Linked DNA regions of Capra hircus: region 2 is linked to region 1. The links are chromatin contacts, called in public Hi-C maps. All regions are on one chromosome and are shown on one strand. Each heading gives the region's core, a stretch centred on a gene start, on an enhancer-like site or on the middle of the called end of the contact. The rest is flanking DNA. Distances are from core to core; before and after follow the strand shown. Region 1 holds the start of CXCR4 (C-X-C chemokine receptor type 4). Region 2 has its middle 190 kb from the start of TRNAT-AGU.

Region 1 (6,567 bases), core at 2,478-4,977:
AAAGGAATGTCAACAGAAATCAGAACATAACATTAACTAGGTTTATCATGTAGTTTTATTAACAACTTAATACAAGGCTGTACATTGTAGGTGTGGAAATCAATCCACTTCTGAAAACTGAAAAACCAGCATTTCCATATCACTTCAGGCTTTGGCTATAAATGCCATCTTCTACAGCAAAATCACATGGTGTAACCAAAGAATTTAAGAACAGGAAAAAGAAAATGTTCCACTGGAATGGAGAGATCATTTATTTACAAACAGCTGAGAACCATTTCTAGCCTAAGTGATTCCACTATACGCACTGGGATGTTCAGTTCCCTTTTCTACGGTCCTACAGTGACATACAGCAACTCAAAACTTGGCCACAGGTCCTGCCTAGACGCTTATCAACATGAAACAAAATATTTATATAAATAAGTCAATTAAACCTCACAAAAACTAAACAAACACAAGAAAAAAATCCAACAGTCAATAAAAACTGTACAGTGTCGGTCAGTCTTTTACATCTGAAAACATGTGTAACTTCAAAAAAAAGTTCTTTAATGTATAAAAGTCCAGTGTTAGCTGGAGTGAAAACTGGAAGATTCAGACTCGGTTGAGACAGAAGAATGTCCACCTCGCTTGCCCTTGGAGAGGATCTTCAGGCTGGACCCTCTGCTCACAGAGGTGAGTGCATGCTGGGCAGAGGTTTTAAATTTGGCCCCAAGGAAGGCATAGAGGATGGGATTCAGGCAGCAGTGGAAAAAAGCTAGGGCCTCGGTGATGGAAATCCACTTGTGCACAGTGCTCTCAAACTCACACCCTTGCTGGATGATTTCCAGAAGGATGAAGGAGTCGATGCTGATCCCAATGTAGTAGGGCAGCCAGCAGGCGAAGAAAGTCAGGATGAGGATGACTGTGGTCTTGAGGGCCTTGCGCTTCTGGTAGCCCTTGGAGTGGGACAGCTTGGAGATGATAATGCAGTAGCAGGACAGGATGACGATACCAGGCAGGAGAAGGCCGACCACGATGTGCTGAAACTGAAACACCACTAGCCACAGGTCACTGGGATAGAAGCGATCACAGATGTACCTCTCATCCGCTTCCTTGATGTCGGCAAAGATGAGATCAGGAATAGTCAACAGGACAGCGGGTAGCCAGACACCAACATAGACCACCTTTTCAGCCAGCAGCTTCCTTGGCCTCTGACTGTTGGTGGCATGGACGATAGCCAGGTACCGGTCCAGACTGATGAAGGCCAGGATGAGGACACTGCTGTAGAGGTTGACGGTGTAGATGACATGGACTGCCTTGCAGAGGAACTGCCCAAAGTACCAGTTTGCCACAGCATCAACCGCCCAGAAGGGAAGTGTGAGGACAAAGAGGAGGTCCGCCACAGACAGGTGCAGTCTGTACTTGTCCGTCATGCTCCTTAGTTTCTTCTGGTAACCCATGACCAGAATGACCAATCCGTTGCCCACTATGCCAGTTAGGAAGATGATGGAGTAGACAGTGGGCAGGAAGATCCGGTTGAAATGGGCATTTTCCTCCCGGAAGCAGGGTTCCTTCATGGAATCATAGTCACCTGAGCCCAAGTCATCCTCGGTGTAATTATCGGAAGTGAATATCTGAAAAACAGGCAAGGGAATAGACATTCACTTTCAAGTTCAGCAGGTATTCTCCAAGTTCAAAACAATGTTTCTGGTATTTAAAAAAAGCAATTTGTAAAAACCAACTCAGTCCAGCTTTCTTCAGGAAATTCTGCTCTCACTAAAGTACCAGGGTAAAAAGCATAAGGGAATTCTAGACTCCTGCGGATCTCCTCCCATCTTCCCCCACAAGTCACTTCATTACATCCCTCTTTAGGAGAACCAATTACAAAACTCTTTGTTTAAAACAAAACGGCGATGAGATTCTTCGGTTTCCTAAGTTACATCCTCGCTAACTCTTTTGCCCCGCCCACTGGAGAGAAGAAAAAACCTCCGGGGCAAAAAAACAAAACAAAACACAAAGGCGGCGTGGGAGCGTGGGTGGGAGTGGGGGAAGAATCTCGTGTTCTGAGGGGCTGGGATTAACTTTCTCAACGAAGATTCGCCAGGATAGGGAAGCCGGGAGCAAGAAGCACTGGGGGGTGTGTGTGTGAAAGGGCGGAGTGTCTCAAAGATTCTTATTCTAAGGCATAAAACACTGTTTTCTCCACGACTGTCTAAACACTTATCATTCTGCACTTCAAGCAACACGTAGTGAGGAAGGAGAATGCGGCCTTGAATGAAGGGCTTTGGTGCTTGGGGGCAGGATTGTCAGAAGTGGGTAACCGCCCCGACGCCCGCTCATGGGCGCTCTTCAGGGGCGTTTGTTTCTTTGCCAAACCCCTGTTTATCACTTGGCGCGTTTGGGACGTTAGCGAGCACAGAATTTTAATGGGAGGGGAAAGTCACGGGGTCTACACCCGTGGTCCTCGCCCCAAGTTTCATTTCCTCACTCTCCCAAGTCGCTTCCCATGCCGCCAAGGATGCAGTAAAAGAGGTGGGAGGTCTGTAGTGGGAAGCCTCCGGGCGGAGGGCACGCTGGGGACAGGGTGGTCCAGCTCCGTCACTCCCGGCTGTCCACCAAGCCCACGCCTGCCGGCCGCCCACTGCGGTTGCAGCGGTTTGGCCCCGCCGCACGCCAGGGGCAAGTACTACTGGGTGCTGGGGAGAGGTTGGGCGTCTCCGCCGCGGGAGCCTTTGAATCGCCCGCCGCTGGGGGAAACGAAAAGCCTCCCTAGTAAGGGGTTTTCAAAAGGTTCCAGGAAACCACCGACGGTTGAATGGCGCTACTGGGCGCGGTGAGAGGCAAACCGTCTTCCACTTGCACCTGCCTGTCTGCACCGCAACCACCGGCGGCCCAGGTGCCCTTCCAGCCCCTCATTCCACCCCCAGTCCCCGCCGCGCACACCTCGGGGTGCTGCTGCCCTGTGACCATTTATACTCCTTTAACTTCTGCACGACCCCAAAACTCCAGAACCCAGGAGCCCACTCGCGGCGCTGGCGACGCCCGCGAAGTCTCTCCCTCGATCCCAAGGCGCGCGGGCTGTTCCCGGTACCTCCCTGCTGCGACCAACGCGCAGACAGCTCAACTGAGCGACAAGTGCCCAGCCATTGGCACAACTCCGCGGGTAGCGGAGTTTAGTGAACACGCGCCCAACGCCTCTGGTAACTCTGCCCGGGAGTACCGCCCTCCACCTGCAAATTCAGATCGTGTTATCTGCTCCAAAAGAAACCCCCGCTCCCTCGAGGAAGAGACCCACGGTCTCTGGCAGAGCACACATCTCTGCACTTTTCCACAGTGTTCTTCTGTTTGCAAACAGCGTGCAAAACCGGCGCGCGCCGCAGAACTCAGGGGGAGATACACGCAACCATTGAAACGGTCGTCCCAATCTTTTCTCCTTCTACTTAGAAAAAGATTTCAGTCCAGCATGCCTCACCCCTCCTGTAGCCAAGCGCACGAAATCTCCTTTCTACACCCTTTCTCCGGGGCACTGGCACCTGCAATAGTCTGGTTGCTCCGGCCCACTCAGAGAGCGGTTGCGCTATAAATTCAGGTGTTTGCACGTTTAAGTAAAAACAGGTTGAAACTGGACTTACACGGATCCCTTCCATGGTAACCGCTTGCTCTCCAGCCGCGGGGGCTACCGGCTACTCAAGTCCTCAGGGTCACTTTGCTACCTGCTGCCACAGCCAACACACTGAAGTTTCTGGCCGAAGCTGGACTTTTATAAAAACACGCTCCGCGGGCGGCGCATGCGCCGTGCCGGTGGGCGGGAGGGCAGGGCGGGGAGAAAGGCGGGGTGGAGGAGAGGGGCAGACGCGGGGGCGGGGGACGCGAGGGAGGGGCGGAGGGGTAGGCACTCTGGCAGCGTAAGCCTGGGAGGCCCTCAGCGGTTACCTTTAGCTCTACCTCGCGGTCACCTCGTGAGTCTTAAGCTGGGAAGCTCATCCTGGAGGCGTGTCCCAAGTTGGGAAAGCAGGATGCGCTTGGAGGAGGTGGAAAGCGCGGGCGATTGACGCGCCCTGTGTGGCGCGTCTGTCCTTGCTCACGTGGGTGGTATTGCTGACCCGGGAAAGCTACAGATGAAGACACTGAGGTCCAGAGAGGGGAAGTGACTTGCCGGAGAAACCCGACCAGTAGGCGGCAATGCTAGCAGTGGGTCCAATATCTTGAGTCCATTCCCTGCTCTTTGAGCAGATGCAGTTCATTCAGAAAATGAAACAAGTAAAGATTCTTTCTTCAGAGCACAACTATATATAACTAGACATGCACATCCACCGTAATAGTGCTAGAGTCAGGTGTCGACAATCAGAAAACATTTTCAGACGAAGGTCGGATGATTTGGCATAATTCTGGAGGGAGATTGTGATAGAGAAGTAGATGTGTGTTCCCAGGTAACCAGTTCGTGAATAGTGCTTTTAAAAGAGTTGTGCTGTGTTATAAGAGATACTCAGCGAAGAGTACTTCCCTAACATGTCACCAGGTAGCTGCACAGATTCATTCATTCTCACAACACCCTGTAGGTGTTATCATTACAGAGATGCATTTAGTCAACAGATAATTTAGTGAGGGCTGACTGCATGCCACGCACTGCTCTAGGAGCTGGGGAAACAGCGGTGAACCTGACAAGGCCCCCATGCGGAGGAAACAAGAAGCAGATCCGCAGACATGAAATTCCAGGGTTGCCCGGAGATGACAAGCCTGACTCAAACCCAGATCTACTGGCCTCACATCCGCTGTCCAACCTAATGTGGAGAACAAGCGTTGGCAACAGTAAGAAATTCGGTTGGAGAGCTGGGCAGGGTGGAATAAGAGTGGGGGCTGGACGCTTAAAGGTGTCTCAGACGGCTGGGGTTTGCAGTGGTCGCTCAGACAGTGCTTTCCAGTCTCGCGCCACTTCCCTCCCGCCCGCACGCAGAGCCTGGATGGGGAGGGGACCAAGTGAGGGGCGGGGCCGGTAAATAGTGAGGCAGGCGAGGGTGACTGCAGGAGTGAGTGACAGCGGGGACCGAGGTGTGAGTTTCTGCGGCGACTGGCGGGAGCAGTGGTTGCGTTACCAGGAGGGCCTCAGACACCTCCCACCCTGGGACCGTCGCCAGAAAAAGGCTTGCCCAGACTAGACCCTAAGCACCACTTTCTTTTCTTCCAGAGAAAATCTTGCAATCTGGAGATATTCCCGAGACAATGTGTAGACTGGGAATCATTTCTTCGCAGAGCATAATTTTTATCTTCTTTCTGGACCCATTCCCTAATATTTGCCAGTGAAGGTCCTCATACACTGAAAGCTGATATTGGAGTTTCTCAGTTCAGTTCAGTCAGTTCAGTCGCTTAGTCGTGTCCGACTCTTTGCGACCCCATGAATTGCAGCACGCCAGACCTCCCTGTCCATCACCAACTCCCAGAGTTCACTCAGACTCACAAATTGTCAATTTAGGTTGCAATAATGATTGGATACAGTCAATCATAATGTTATGCAGGTTTTTTAAAAAGTCTTAAAAGCACTTAAAATCATTAATAAGACATCAGTACCTTCACATTTTCATAAGCTAGGTAGGACAGGCATTCTATCTGCTGAAGGGCTGGAATTTCAGACAGGTTCCATGGCTTGATTTTCAAGAAGCTTGGTAGTGGCAGAATCAGTGTTTTGACTCAGAATGTCAGCTGCATTGTACCTCCGACTCTTATCTTCACAATGGCTAAAACCTGAAAAGCAGAATCTCCCAAACCCACTCAAAAAGAGGAGAGAGGATAAATCCAGAGTAAAATGATTTGCACATTAAATATTTGTTGATTGTCTGCAGACAAAAGAAAGCTCCTATCCTTTATCTGAGAACTCCTTTAGATCCTTTTAGGTATATTGCTAGAAGGAAGAAGATAGTTAAGAGAACAATGAAATGCTATTTCATGACTGTCAACTTAGGGAAAAAAATCTTCTTTCCAAAGATATTATTGGGTCTCAGGATTTGATAAGACCAACTGTCTCTTGCTTGTGTCCTGGGGGAATGTGGGTTGGACTTCTTCGTGGAAAATGTTTTATATCTAGTAGGAATCTTAGAACAGTAATTCTACCTATAGAAGCTTATCCTAAGGAAAGAGGACTTTGCAAAAAACAACAAAAAATATATTCACAGAGGCTTTATTTATAATAGTGAAATATCTGAACAGCCCTAAATGTCCACTGTTGGTGGAATAGTTGAGAAAATGTTGATACATCCATATGTGAAATTCCATTTGGCCATTGCAGATGATGTTTGCAAAGAACTTTCAAGGACAGGGCAAATACTTATGAAACATTAGGTGCAAAAAGTACGATTCCAAACTGTGTATACAATGTGGTCTCAGTTAATTTTAAACTAGGAGAAGATTGAAAGAAAACAAAAATGTTTGTAGGAGTTTTCATTGGGTGCAAAATTGTATTTGATTTTTAACTTTATTCCTTACATTTTACTATGCTTTCCAAATTTCTTGTAATAGACATGAAATGTTTTCATATTCAGGAAAAAGTCAATATGATTTAAAAAAAAGACAATCCCTTCTTATACCTTTCCACTTCCT
Region 2 (6,567 bases), core at 1,657-4,156, 250 kb after region 1:
TGACACTCAGCATCCATTCGTGTGGCTCTCCACTGTCCTCATCCCTCTTCTTGCACTCAGTGAGCATATTTATTCAGTGGCTACTAATGGGTGATGTGGATGTAGGGTCAGTCTGAGTGAAGGCCTGAGAATTGGCATTTCTAACGATTTCTCAGGTGATGGCGATGCTGCCAGTCTGGGGACCACAGTTTGGGAACCCTGGCTTATACAAAAGAGCAGCAGACCCAGTAGCCCTTGTAAATTTCAGCTGGAGGGGGCAGTTCAGCTTTTTCAGATCCTTGTGGCAGACAGTAAGACCTGCTTCCAGACCCTTCCTGCCTCTTGGTGCGGGCACTCAGGAGACATATTTATTTGAATTGAACTTCAGTCTATTATAAAGAGATTAAAATAACATGCTGTGATTTCATCACCCAAAGGTTAGGCAGTTCGAAAGCCAAAACACACAAGCGATTATTAAAAAGCCTTAGAGAGAATCATCAATATTCGCAGAAATGTCGGCCGTGTGTTTAAAGGCCTGCTTCGTGCTCTGCCTTGTCTCTGCCTCATCAATAGTGTGTGTGTGTAGTACATTGTCCTCTGGTTTAATTTGCCATTTGTAAGTTTGGTTGGTCCAATGAAGCTAAACAATCCTAATTCAAAGAATAAATAAGAGGAGCAGCAAATCAAACTGGGTTTGTGGGAACAATTATACGGGAAGAAACCTGAGAGCTGGGAGCAGAAGTCTTATTGCAGATTAGAACACAAATGTCTGCGTGCATGTCATATGCAGTCTCTTCTGTGTGCTGTCTATACACAGTGCCCTGGATTGATCTTCTAGCCAGCATTGTCTGGCAAGGGGAGAGCTGGATTTTGCTTTGCAAAATCTTAAGTCTTTTAGAGAGAGTGGATGAAGCAGCTTAGTGTGGTGACTGATACTATAAGTTCTGGGGTCAGGCAAAGCTGACTTCCAAATCCTTTATATCTTCTGGGAAGCTATCTTGATCTCTCTGGATCTCATTTTCTTCACCTGTAAATTTAGGACAGTACTGTCTACTCATGGAGTGTATTTAAGGGTCAAATGGAAAAAGGAAGGAAGGTATACAGTAGGTGCTCAATATATCGAAGCTATTTCTAAGCTCTTGGTTTCAGAGGGCTGGGCAGGACAATGCAAGGAGGAAAGCATCTATACCTACAGCTTCCATGCTCTGGCCTTCTTCTCAGTTAAAATGTGAGTACAGGAGCCCCGGGTAGGGGGCGCCCCCAGGGCTGTGAGAGTCCTGTTACTCCCAGGATGACAGAAATGCTGGCCAAGAGCAGCAGCATCTGATAGTTGTGTTGGAGAACCAAATGAGACTTTACTGCAGAACTAATAGTAAAGACTTGGCTGAAGTGAGATGCACTTGGATTGTAAAGAGATTGTGAATAAGATGTGCTTGAATTGTGCACCTACCATGATCTATATGCAGGGTAGGCATGTGCTAGCTACAGGTGCTGAGTTTGCTGGAGGCACTCCTCCTGGAAAAATGACTGAGTTCAAGAGTGGTGGGGAAGCAATTGGAAGGAGGAAGGGAAGACCTGAATGGAGGCCTCTGCAGAGGCATCAAAGGTCCAGTCTCTGATGTGAATGGGAGAGCAAGAAAGAGAGGCCATGTCTGGAAAAAATGGGAAGAGTGGATATGGGACACTGGAGACTGGATTTGTAATTTTTCTGAAGAAAGACCCCTATGCATGAATCCTCCCATCAAACACTTTTTATCACGGGGCACTTTTCCTACAATGTAGCCCCATTGCTTAAGGAGTTTGTAACTGAGTGAGTGAGTGAGAAGCTAGGGAAGATGTCATCTCAGTATCTGTGTGACGAATATGCAGGGGAAAGAGTTTAGGCCATGGGGTCAGATTTGGTCCTGAGTTAGAATCCAGGATTTAGGAGCCTGAGTTAGGAGCCACTGGTGGCTCAGATGGTAAAGAATCTGCCTGCAGTGTGGGAGACTGGGGTTGGATCCCTGGGTCAGGAAGATCCCCTGGAGAAGGGAATGGCAACCCACTCCATTATTCTTGACTGGAGAATCCCATGGACTGAGGAGCCTGGAGGGCTGTAGTCCAGGAGGTCACAAAGTCAGACCTGACTGAATAACTAACAGCAGAATCCAGAGCTTTGACTTCAAGCTGAACGACTTTGGGCTGGAGATGTAACAAATCTGTGACTCTGGTCTTACTATAAATTTGGATTGATGATAGATGTATCTCACAGGGTATTGTAAGGATTCACAGGATCGAAATAAGGAAGCCTTTAGCAAAATGACTGGTTGATGGTGAGCACTGCATAGTAACTCATGTGATGATAAAGAGCTTTGCTTTTTTCTGCTCCGTTGTATGAGTTTTTAGCTGTGTGACCTTCACAAGGTCACCTCTGCTTTCTGAGAATGAGTTGCTTCAGCTCTTTTAAAAACAAATTGCTCCAGGGATGTGCAGGGCTTCTCAGGTGACTCGGTGGTAAAGAAGCCACCTGCCAATGCAGGAGACATGACTTTGATCCCTGGGTCATGAAGATCCCCTTGAATAGGAAATGGCAACCCACTACAGTATTCTTGCCTGGAAGATTCCATGGGCTGGGGAATCTGGTGGGCTACAGTCCACGGGGCCACAGAGAGTCAGACATGACTGAGATGCACGCATCCACTTGCGCAGGTGGGGGTTTTGGGTGTGTGCAGACAATGTCATTCACTACAGGATGGGTTGGAGGCAGGATGCTTGATTTAGTGCATCTGAGGAGGGCTGGGAGGGGTCTGAAGCTCATCAGAAGTTTGTTTGGAAGGGAGTGTAATCTTCTGTTTGGGCTGAGAGGAAACGGGGAGGGCATGTGGTGAGCAGCCAGAGACCGGCTGCTGATGAAACTCCTTGGTAGTGTTTCTCCAGCTGCTGGTCCAGGTCCAGGTTTGCAGGGCAGGCTGTGTTTGCACCTGTCAGTAATGTCCTCACTTGACTTGGGGATAAGCTCAGCCACAGCAACTGGGGCCTACAAAGCAGCCCTGCCATTTAGACAGGGACCCACTTTCCAAATTTGGCTAATTTTCATTTATTAATTGCACATTTATTATAAGTACTTAACTATATTCTAGGTTTGAGGGGGATTCAACAATGAACAAATAGGTCAAGTCTTGCTTTCAGAGACCTCTTAATCTCGTAGGAAAAAAGGCAACAGACAAACAATACCCTCCATACGGGTGTAACTGAGATTTTTGCCATAAAGTAAAAGTTCAGAATGGTATGAGACTGTACAGCGGGGTAAAACCTCATCTAGATTTGAGGTTCAGCAGCAGGTGGCGCTAGTGGTAAAGAACCTGCCTGCCAATGTAGGAGATGCAAGAAACAGGGGTTTGATCCCTGGGTTGGGAAGATCCCCTGGAGGAGGGCATGGCGACCCACTCCAGTATTCTTGCCTGGAGACTCCTGCGGACACTCGAGTCTAGTGGGCTACAGTCCATAGGGTCGCAAAGACGCAGACACGACTGAAGCAACTTAGTGTACAAGCAGAAAGAAATGAAATGGGAGTGAGTTCAGATGAGAGATATTGAACAGAAGTGGAGGCAGCTTTTTTTTTTTTTTTAAACATAAATCTTCTTTTCACAGACAGGCATTTACTGTGGGAAAAGCCATTCCCTGCTTCCTGATACTATTGTCTGTCCTCAATACACACTCAATGGACTTCCCTCTCGATTCATTTACCTCCCTCCTCAGTCACTCCTGACTCACACGCTAGTCCGGTTTGTGTGCAGCCTTCTGCTCCCTGAGCTCTCGTCTCCTAGACATTTCTCAAGGTGTCTGGACTGCTCGTTCCACCTTGATTCCTCTTGGCGATATGACATGTTGTCTTGTTACACCGGTGACACCTGTGTCTGTTCATCTGTGTGCAAATGTACATGTAGCATCTGCCCAAAAAGAATATTGCTGAGGGAGGGCTTTCCTGGTGGTCCAGTGGTTAAGAATCTGCCTTGCAATGCAGAGGACGCAGCTGCAGTCCCTGGTTGGGAAACTAAGACCCCACATGCCCCACAGTGGGCCAAAATAATAATAATAAAAGAATATTGATGGGCCATTGAAAAAGCCAGATATGTGGATACATCTGTGTGAGCCTTTATAGAGCTTATGCTCCAGACTGCTCATCCTGAATAAGTTAAAGCTGAAATCCACAGAAGTTAAAGGACCACTCTAATCACTGGATGGAAATCTAGGTCTTTGATCATGTCTCTTTAATAAATCTTCTGCATTTATCAGGATGCTTGTTCTAAAGTCAGTATCCAATGCATATTTTCCCACTGACTGTTTATTCCTCTAGTTGGACCCGTGTGCTAACGCAGGTTCTTCCATTACTCATTTCAGGCAGTGGATATGGCGTGTGGTACACTTGCCCCGCCTGGGAGACTGATAACCTTAATTGTCAAATGAGTGTCATATTTCAAATGAACATTTATTCAGTACTAATTGTATGTCAAGTACTGTGCAAAGCTTTGGAGATAGAAAGGCGGTAAGATAGATCCCAGGTGGCACTAGAGGTAAAGAACCCACCTGCCAATGCAGGAAACATAGGAGATTCGGGCTCAGTCCCTGGGTGGGAAAGATCCCCTGGAGGAGGGCATGGCAACCCACTCCACTATTCTTGCCTGGAGAATCCCATGGACAGAGGAGGCTGTCCCGAGGCCACAGTCCACGGGGTCACAAAGAGTGGAACATGACTGAAGCAACTTAATATGCATGCCAGATAGATCTGGTCCCTGCCTTAGGGAAGTGCTCAGTGGTAGAACCTGGTAAATAAACAATGACAACAGCGTGAACATATTTATCATAAAGGGATATACAATATGGGAATACAGAACAAACCAACTGATGTTGCTTCGGAGAACTGAAAAAGTTCATGAGTACTCTCTCACTTCACCTCCACTTTGTATTATTATGAGATGCCAGTGTGATAATGCAATGAAAATATGTTGAAACCCAGAAAGAATTACATATGAGCGCACTGCCCACTGATTGGTGTTGTGACTTGGGAGGCTCCAGAGAGAGATCAGAGAGGAAAATGATGGCTGAGAAAAGAAGGGAAACTGTCATCCATTCTGATGGACCAGTAAGTTTTACACGGAGAAAACTCAGGTCCATGCCATAGACCAAGGGAATTACACCCAGCTTGTAAATGGAGATTTTTGTTGCAGGAATGATGAAACCTGTTCATTCCCTTAACATAGCTGAAAGCTCTCTGTGACCCATGGTGCTAGGCATCATTATCTTCCCATTAGAGGAAGATGCCTGGAAAGGCCTGTGATAGAAGAGCAGATAGGATATCGGTGGGGATCAGACCTTTGGGATGGAAAACCCGTAGCAATGACCGTCATGTCAGAGCTATGAGCCCTGATTTAGCTGAAGAGGGTCACTTCTGTCCTTGTTCTCTGGCATCCTGGAGTCACAGAGATTTGAACAGTGTACTGTTTTGAAATAAGTGGTTTACGAAACGAGCAGCTGTCGTCGTGAAAGCACAATGTTCAGAGAATTATTCCTTGGTTAGGGTACACAATAGCATGGGTCAAACGGCATTGCCAAAAGAAAATAATTATGTATGGTGAGAGTCAGACATCATCCCAAGAGACATTCTTAAGAAAACAAAATACAAAAAACCATTAGTATTAATTTATGTGATGCACTTGACGTTTGGTTCTGTCCAGACTCAGGAGGGATGCCAAGCTAGAGCTGAAGGAGAGGGAAAAGTGACCACAGGGCACCCTCTGGTGGTCAGGCTGACCCACTACAATTCATGGCTGGAGCCTGTGCCCCTGGGAAGGACACCTGAACGTCTCAGGGTTTTAGCATTCCAGATGTGGAGGGAAATCTTCTGTGGGAGAAAGTGTTCCACGGGTCTTCTTGCCGGGCATTATGGCAGCAAGCATTGTGGAATCTGCCATAAATGACTCATTATTGGAGTGAAAATGCTGTAGGAACAGCCCCTCTATAAATCACTGGGACAAATGACTAAACTAGAACTAGGGGCCCTCTGCCTCATACAAGCGTTTCTCTTTCTTTGCTTCCTTTGCTTGGCTGTCGTGAGCCAGCAAGGGGCACTCTTCCTTGAAGCTGAAGCTGTGTTATTATGCTGTGTAAACAGCAGTCATTGTGATTCCCCCACTCCAAACCATTATTGGGTGCTCCTCTTCTTGGCTCTGTGAGCTTTCAGGAAGTACAGATGGACAAAGGCTGGAAAGGAGATAATTCAAACGATCCCTTGTCCTCTCATCCCGGGAGGGATGCCTTTGATATTGATCAATACACAGATGTCACATTGCTGTTGGCATAAGTCCCTTGAGTAACAAAAGCCCTGTGTTCTCTGGGAGTCGACCTCAGATCAATTTCACGGTGGTGCCACATGTTACCGTAACCGCAGCACCTTAAAAATAAGGAGAGATAATATAAACAATGGTGCTTCAGTACTCCTGGGTTCTATTTTTCTTTGGCTAAAACCGATTGAGACACCCAAGGCCAGCTGGAGATGACCACACTGGCAGCCCAACAGTACAGACTTTCTCAGTCTGTGTCCGGGTATCC

Evidence for each region. Hi-C and Micro-C count contacts between places; a contact is called where the count stands out from the background.
Region 2: a Hi-C map of blood shows a contact between it and region 1, with 4 times the contacts expected there. The contact joins the enhancer-like site here to the promoter of CXCR4 in region 1. A contact is called at or near these places in 2 of 5 Hi-C or Micro-C datasets (both in blood).

Annotation. Positions count from the first base shown.
Region 1 is chr2:74,976,662-74,983,228 of ARS1.2, forward strand. It overlaps CXCR4 (C-X-C chemokine receptor type 4), which reads right to left and starts at 3,728. Exons shown (of 2, transcript XM_005676186.2): 1 at 3,609-3,728; 2 at 38-1,610. The coding sequence starts at 3,623. The coding sequence ends at 564.
Region 2 is chr2:75,226,690-75,233,256 of ARS1.2, forward strand. No RefSeq gene overlaps it. Among named protein-coding and RNA genes, the nearest start is that of TRNAT-AGU, 190 kb to the right of the region's middle. Within about 2 kb of position 2,907, at least 2 of the 5 cell types and tissues checked have an H3K27ac peak or open chromatin away from gene starts, as enhancers often do.